2 separate regions of the Sus scrofa genome follow, and region 1 is linked to region 2. A link is a contact called in public HiChIP or PLAC-seq data. All regions are on one chromosome and are shown on one strand. Each heading gives the region's core, a stretch centred on a gene start, on an enhancer-like site or on the middle of the called end of the contact. The rest is flanking DNA. Distances are from core to core; before and after follow the strand shown.

Evidence for each region. HiChIP or PLAC-seq counts read pairs in DNA pulled down with a chosen protein or histone mark.
Region 1: an H3K27ac HiChIP or PLAC-seq map of skeletal muscle shows a contact between it and region 2. The contact joins the promoter of ABTB1 here to the promoter of KBTBD12 in region 2. A contact is called at or near these places in 1 of 5 promoter capture datasets (fetal liver), 1 of 47 Hi-C or Micro-C datasets (heart right ventricle) and 1 of 2 datasets of contacts at active chromatin or transcription factors (skeletal muscle).

The regions. Positions count from the first base shown.
Region 1 is chr13:72,577,861-72,581,892 of Sscrofa11.1, forward strand. It overlaps ABTB1 (ankyrin repeat and BTB/POZ domain-containing protein 1), which reads right to left and starts at 1,365. Exons shown (of 12, transcript XM_021069446.1): 1 at 1,229-1,365; 2 at 226-288; 3 at 91-146. The coding sequence starts at 1,284. It overlaps PODXL2 (podocalyxin-like protein 2), which reads right to left. Exons shown (of 8, transcript XM_021069445.1): 7 at 2,338-2,517; 8 at 1,450-1,828. The coding sequence ends at 1,616.
Region 2 is chr13:72,363,354-72,367,374 of Sscrofa11.1, forward strand. It overlaps KBTBD12 (kelch repeat and BTB domain-containing protein 12), which reads right to left and starts at 2,222. Exons shown (of 6, transcript XM_013982012.2): 1 at 2,081-2,222.

The DNA of each region.
Region 1 (4,032 bases), core at 115-2,614, 210 kb after region 2:
AAGCACTTGCTGATGGGATGCAGGTGAAGGGGAGAGATCCAGAGCCACTGTGAACACCCGCATGCAGCCCCCCGCCCCCAACCCACTTACCATTGGCCAGCAGGTAGAGCACAAGTTCCTCATGGCCACAGAGGCAGGCATAGTACCTGAGGGGAAGGGACCCAGTGCTGTCAGGCCTGCAGCGCCACCAACCCTGACCACCCCTGCTCCCCCCACGGCACTCACAGCGGGGTGCTGTCCCACTTGTCCCGCACGTTCACCTCCACGTCACGCTGCTCTAGCAGATACCTGGGCAGGGAAGTCAGAGCTGAGTCAGGCCAGGTTCCTGGTCTGGAGAGCAAACCTTCAGGAGGGGAAGGAAGGAAGCCTCCCCAGGTGAGGGCGGGTGAGGGCTGAGCAGAACAGGAAAGGCACTTGAGACAAGGAGACCACGGAGTGGCAATGGGAAACCCAGCATCAGAGGCCCCAGAACTGAAGGGGCCTCTGGGCAGAAAGCCTTTGGGAAGGAGGAGAGGAAGGGGCCTCTGCCTCTGTGGGAGCCCTCTGGCTGCTTGGGGTGGCAAGGCCGAGCACGAGCTGCTGCAGGCATACTGGTGATGTGGAAATGACAAAAAGGTAGGTTCTAGAAGGTGGATGTCAGGAGACAGGGCAGCAGGTGGGGTGGGGAAGTGGGAATCAACAAGGGTGGTGATGGAGCCACCACAGAGGAGGAAGTGCCTTGGGGGAGACACCTGGGCCGACCTCAAGAGCGCTCCCAGCAGCATCACAAGTGGCACCTGCAGCGGGGGAGCTGTGCGGGTCAGGAATTGGCGAAGGTGGGCAGGTGCCTCCCATCCCAATCAGGCAGCCCACGGAGATGGCGACTGCAGCGCCCAGTCAGCTCTAGCCGCACTTGGGGAGTTTCCGAATCTCCGAGGACTAGAGACCCCAGCTCCGGGTCCACAGCGCATCAGAAACGAATCGCGGAGTCCCAGGCCGGCCCCCAGGGTCTGGCGCCCGGGCCCTTCTCTTCTCTCCGCGCTCTCCTCTCCCCCTCCGGGCGTTCTCGTCGCAGTACCTTCCTCCGGGACCCCCTGGAGGAGTCACGCCAGAGCTCCCCGATCCCCGGCTCCACCCCAGAGCACTGTGGCAACCTAGGCAGCCCTGCTTCGGCGTCTGGGCGCCCACGGGGGAAGGGTCTGCGGCGGGGTCACCCACCCGGCACCCTCCCGGGGCCAAGGGTCCTCACCGCACTCGGCCCACGTCCCCCTTCCTGCAGCTGGAGAACAGGTCGCACGTATCCATGGCGCGGACGGCCCGGACCCCCGCCAGGCGACCTCAGAGCCCCGGCCGGATATAAACACGCCCCGCCCCGCCCGGGCGCTCGGCAGCGGCGCCTGGCGCTCGGAGGACCGACTCGGGCGCGCTGCCCCGCCCCCACCCCAGCCCAGAGTAAGAACGAGTCGCTTAGGCGGACCACGGGCCGGCGTGCTCTCCCGGCGGCTTTAATAGGGTCCCGGGCGCCCCGCGGGGCGTCGGGTCGGGGGGGTGGGGGGTGCCGAGATGCGTCGAGAGTCACTGGAGGGGGAGGCAGAGGACCCCACGCCGAGGCCCGGGCCGGGCGGGGCTCAGCCCCTCACAGGTGCGTGTCCTCCTCAAACACGTCTGAGTCCTCGGGGTCACGCTTGCCCCCCATGAGCGCGCTCCATCCCCCCGGGCCGTTGACCGCGCCGCCGCCATTCAGGCTGGGCTGCTTCTCCTGCATCTCCGACTGGCTGTCGCTGGCCACGTCCAGCGTGGGGTTGTCGTGGCAGCCGTTCTCCACGAAGCGCAGCTCCTCGCCGTGCGACTGCGGCGGGAGGGGCGGCTGGGCGGGCGCGCCGGCCCCGCCGCCCCACATCCCTCCAGACCCTCCCTAGACAGGGGACCCCTGTCGGACCCTCGACGGACAGCGGACAGACAGCCCCTTCTGGTCCTGTAGCTCAACTCCTTTCTTAAAATGACCATTGACCCTTTACACTTATCAGCCTTGTGGCCTCCCTGACACCGTCTATCCCTCCACCACCCCAGAGACTCCTAGAAAATAAGGGAGGTGTGCACTGCCTGCACCCCACTCCCACCCCCAACCGGGGCGTCTGCAAGGCCGCCCTGCCCAGGAGGAACTGGGCCCACAACCCACACCTCCAGCATCTGACAACCAGGAGCTGGGCCCTGGACAAGGACTTCAACTCACAGTACCCACCCCCTAGTAACTGCCACCTCACTCACAAATAAGGACCCCAAGTTTCAGGTGCCCGGCTAGCTGGACCCCCTATACCACCCGGACCAGGCCCCCTGCCCACCCACCCTCACGCTCACCACGTGTTTCAGCTTGGGCAGCCGGCGCTGCCAGCAGTTATAGAGCAAGCCCAGCACGATGATGACCACACAGATGGCACCGATGACCACCAGCACCACAAAGAGCGTCCCGTAGTCACTGCGCACCTGGCTGGCCCGGGCCTGGCAGCTGCTTGTAGTGGAGTAGTTCTGGATGCCAATCTGGGGACAGGAGGGCCGGCTTCTGAGCTGAGGTCCTGGGGTACTAGGTCTCCCCAGATTGGAGCTCAGGGTGGGCAACATGCCTGGCCTGTGCTCACCAAGGACTCTGCCCACCTCCCTTCTCAGCCTTCCCTCACATACTGGCCTCAGCTCTGCCCACCCCAACTCTGCTTGTGCGGAGATCTGGCCCTAAATGGACTTGCAGGTAGCCTTAACCCCCACCCCCACCCCCACCGCCCCAGGTCTGGCCCCATGCTGGCACAGTCCCAACCATCCCCCCACTTTGAAAAAAGACAAAGGCACCTGTGAGCCCCTCTCTTCACTTTTTCCACCACATACCCACCCATTCAGGCTCCTGAAACACTGCTTCCCCTGTGGGGGCAGGGGTGTTCTGCTATCATTCTGGCCATGTGAGCCAGAGAGTGTACAGGAGGCTGGGATGATCCACATCCCAGGCCATCCCCAGCCTCTTGGCTTCCTCCTCTGCTCACTGGAGTGGTCCCAATGTGACCAGCACCCTCCCACACAGCAGGCAGTCCTGGGCAGGCTGGCCTTCTCTGTCCAAGAGGCTGCTTTGTCCCAACTGGGCATCCCAGGTGGAGGGGAGCAGGAAATGTGAAGTGCCACCATCAGATGCCAGATGCCAGGGGGAGGGTGCTGTCTTCTGGCTCTGGGTGCAGAGACCTGGGAGGCCCCCTTTCTGCCACAGGCCCCCTTTCTAAGGCCAGGTACTAGCCCTTCTTCCTGTGAACCACCTATGTATTTCTAGTACTCTTCCCTACTCTTAATTTATCAAGGTCAGTGCACATGCTAAATCTGCCACATACACTTCCAGACCCAGCATGCCTTTGGGCCAAGTCAGGCTCAATGAAGTGTTCAGTAAAGCCAGAATACTGAAGAGGGGAAGAGGCAGGAGGGTCTGTAGAAGGTTGAGCTCAAGTTTCCACCAGCACCTCCTCCCCCGCCCCCAGTTCATGAACCTCAAATCTGCCAACTTGGAACAGCTCTTGGTGGCCATCCAGGTGGTGCAGATACAGCCTCATGGTGAAAGGCCCAGGCTCTTGAGTCATTTAGGTCTAGTCCAAAGCCTGACTCTACTGCTCACTAGCTGTGCCATCTGGGGCGAGTCACCTCCCTGCTCTGGGCTTCAGCTCTCGTCTTAAATGGGGTATCAACAGTCCTCAACAGGGGCCTCGCTCATTGCCCACAATCCCTGGGTGATGGTGAAGGTGGGATGGGAGAACTGAATGAAATCTGGCTCTCAGCACCCAGTCTGTTTATCAAAACCCCAAACAGCCTCAGAGGCCATCCTTCTGCCCTGCACAGGCTAGATAAGGAGGCAGGACGCATGGGTCACTGGATAAGGAGGCAGGGCCCACAGTCACGCATGCCTCAACTCTGCCATCACACACTACAGGGCCCTGTTGACAGGCCCCTGGATTCCACAGTGAAAGGCAGGAGTCTGGGGGACACCAGGCTGTCCCCAAGGGAGGGGAGGAACTGAGGGTCTCCCCT
Region 2 (4,021 bases), core at 972-3,471:
CATCAGCAAAATAAAATTGTATAAATGTTCTCAAGGATATCAATGGGAAGTTATTCTCTGCTCCAATTTATAGAAGACTGAATTGGAGCATTCATATTAATAGTACCCATAATAATGGAGAAAAAATGAGTAGCAAAGATAAATATAAATCACAAGAATAAAGCCTAATTATTTTGCAAATCCAAAATGCAGTTATACCCATGTCCAGTATATTTAGTTTTAAGACAGAAACTGCCGTAAATGTTAATGTGGCATAAAAATATTAATGCTTTGTTTCTATGATGTTTAATTTTATAATCTTTACATTGTCTTTAAAATTGCTATTTTTTCTAAATAACAATTGATACATGACCATGCCTCTACATTTTGCTAAAGGTAAGACTAGTTTAAATTCATAGAAGTACTGTTTGAAATAGCAAAAATTTGGAAATAACCTAAATATCCATTAATGGGAGAAACTGTAGGATATTCACTCAAGAGAATATTGTATAGCATAAAAAAGAATGAACTAGAGCTACATGTATCAGCATGGATAAATTTCACAAAGTGCGAAAAAAAACTGTGGAAGAATAGAGGCTGTGTGCCACTGATAGCTTGTTTAAAATACTCAGAACAACATTATACATCCTAACAGAGTAAATGTGGATGATATATTTAAGACAAAGTACATATAAACAATTAGGGAATCTGTTAACTGTATATGGGAGATTTTGGTAGTATTATTAGAACTTTCTTGTAAGTTTGAAATTATATCAAAATAAAGTTAAAATAATTATAAATTCTTTGAGGATACATACACCTGTGGTGGAATATAAAGAAATGAAAGGTTATTATAAACACCAAGTTCAGGACAGTGGTTGCCTTCAGGAAGTGTGGAAGGAAGTGGGTGCAACTGGAGAAGGGTGACAAGGGTTTCAACTGCATAATCAGTATTTAACTTCATCAGCTGTATGTCAGTTATTGGACACCCATTTTATTACTCCTTATGCCTTTCTGCATATCAAATATTGCATAAACTCAGTTTAAAATTAAAAATTGTATTGACAGTAGCGTACCTTACAACTTTGAAACCCACATTGTAAACATGTGTGTGTGTATGTGGGGGGACAGGACACATAGATACATTATGAATTTTCCTTTTAACCTGTCAAAGTTTAGGCAGGCCAACTTATGAGTGATTGGAAAATGCAAAAGCTTACAACCTGCGTATCCAGTCTGAATGAGAACTGCTCTGGAGGAAAGGCAGAAATAATTCCTTCCTACTCCTGCTTTGGCCGGCAAAGAAGTTACTGGATTCCCAAATTAATCCATATTTCTTTTCCAAAGAAATGTTCAGTATGGTGAGTAAATTATAATATGAAATGACAGAGGTGATCAACAGCCAAGCCTGGAATTTTATCGATTAGAAAATTGAAAACCTGAGAAATAGTATACTTAAGGTCTGTCTTAATCCATTCGATGGATTTTGGTTGGCAAGCCAAATACTGTCTGTCAACATGACATCAGAAAATGATGTCTCAGTTCCAGTGCTTAAAACATGGCCCTTCCGTAAGCTGGTGACTATCATGTATGAATCATTACCCCACATTTAAAAAATTACCTCGATCCTACTCTCACCAGCACTGCCCCCCTCCCTGATTCAGGTGCTACAGGGCCCCTCACAGTCTAGCACCTCCCAGCCCCTCCTGCCTGTCTCCTAAAGCTCCTTCCTTGTATTTTTCATCTCTTAGTAGTAACAGACCCACTCCCAACTATAATGCTCATGCCTACGCATGTTGTTCTCTGTCTGGAAGATTCTCACCCCCTGCCACCTGAAAAAAATGTGGCTGGGTTTTCAAGGAGCTGTCAGTTAACTTTAACAATCATGGGGGCGCGCAGAACAATTAGACCCCTTAGTCTGCAGTTAGGAGCGTGGCCTGCACGGCAGGGGCAGGTACAGTGCAGGCCGGTCCTGGGCTCCGGGAGGGCCGCGGGACCTGCAGACAGAGGCGCTCGCGGCCAAGGGCCAGGAGCTGAGGGAGCAGAGACGCAGGGGCCCGGGCCACGAGGGGTCCTCCTCCGCCTGGTCGCCTTTACTTACAAGGCTGCCGGCTCTTCGGGCGCGGACACAGTCCTCTGCTGGGGCCTCCGCGATGGCACCGAAACGGCAGGCGCTGCCCAATAAGGACCGGGCTGGTAGAGCGATATAAATAGATGTGCGGGGAGGGGGCGCGGGCGCCTGCGGGGCTGGGGGAGGGGGAGCGCTGGCAGCTCCGCGGCCTGACAGGTGCGCTCTCTCTGCACCCCGCCCCGGCCGGCAGGACTTCGTGCCCAGGCCCGCAGGCTGCTGTGTGTGCATACATATGTGTACGTGTATGTGTGTACCTCAGGGTTAGCATGGGAGGGCGGGGGTTCTGGCAGTTACCACACCTACATATTTTGGTCCTTATTGTCTCTTGCATCCTGAAGGGCTCAGCACTGTGGCCTGTGCCGTCACACGGTGCGCACCCAGCACGGCGTCACATTGTAGCCAGGTGTACACAACTGGCACATTGCCCCATCCAGCCTGAAAGCTCCCAGACGCCATGAGCTCTGTCCACTAACTTACTGGCTTTGGCCCTCCAGAGAACAGATGGTCAGGGAGTGGTCACTGATTTGGGTGATGGAGAGGCAAAGCCAGTAAGTGACAGGAAGGAGGGCCTTACCTGGTGTCCTAGCTCGGCTCAGCTCTTGACAGCCTCATGACCTTGCAAAGTAACTCAGATTCGTGGAGCACAGCCAGCAAAGCATAATGCATCTGGCTCACATCCTGGTTATTAGGAGGATGAAATAGAGCTGATGGGCGTGAAAGTACTTTGATAACTATCAAGTAACCCACGTGTTTTCCCCTGATGAGGTGTGTGTTATCAAATGCAAAGATCTTGAAAGTGGGTCAGAAGCCTCCTCTTCCTGATAATATTGATTGTGTCCTGTCCTGAGCCAGAGACGGGACCACATTTCTTTGGAGGCTCTTCTGCTTTAAGACTCTGTCACAGAGAGACCTGGGGGAGGGAGATACTTGCCTGTCTACTAAATGGTGCCTTTCCACTCCTGTGATGATAAACCACTCAGATAGCCCAGCCTTTGGGTGGTCAAGGCAGCATAAAACTTAATTGTATAGATTTGAGGGTTTTTGAAATGTCATGAACCTTCTGGAAGCCAAGTTTTTCTCCACACCCCAAGATTATTTCCTTTTCCCCAGCAAAGAAATCCTCAAAACTCGAGTACATGCATAATCAAATCTCGTTAGAGGTGGCGTCCAAGTAGTTTCTTAACACAAGCATGACTCATCGTTTGCTATATTATTATTATTTTTGGCTGCTCCTGTGGCATGTGGAAGTTCCCAGGCCAGGGATAGAACCTGTACCACAGCAGTGACTCCAGCTGCTGCAGTGACAGCACTGGATCCTTAGCCAGCTGCACTATGAGGGAACATTATTAACATTGTTGCATTATTAAGCAGTGATTAGTATCTTATGTATTGTGTAAGTTAAGATGTATGGGTTTAGCCTCTCTAACAAAGAATTTGAGTGATAATCCCCTAAGAGGGAGGAAATTAATTTCTCTTTCACACAACTGCCTGGCAGAAGGATCCTGAGCCTCCAGGTAGCTCGAGAGTCACTGCCCCAGCAGAGTGTCACCCTGGTCCACAGGCTGCAGCCAGGACAGGAGAGGCGTAAGCCCTCCCTTTGAAGACACACTCAGAAGGCATACTTCACATGTCCTTGGTGGTGATGTAGTCACACGGTCACACCTAGACCATGGGGGCGGGGCGGGGAAATCTAGTCTATCTTGAGTGGCCAGTAGTTCTGTTATTTACATAGTTATAGAGCCAGCAGACTTTGCCAGACACATTTTCTACGGATGCATTGATTCAGCTCTCATGAAGGCTTGCACTTCTCCTTTCTTTTCCTTTTCTTCTTCTTCTTTTTTTTTTTTTTTTTTTTTTTTTTGGCTTTTTAGGGCCACGCCTGCAACATATGGAGGTCCCAAGGCTAGGAGT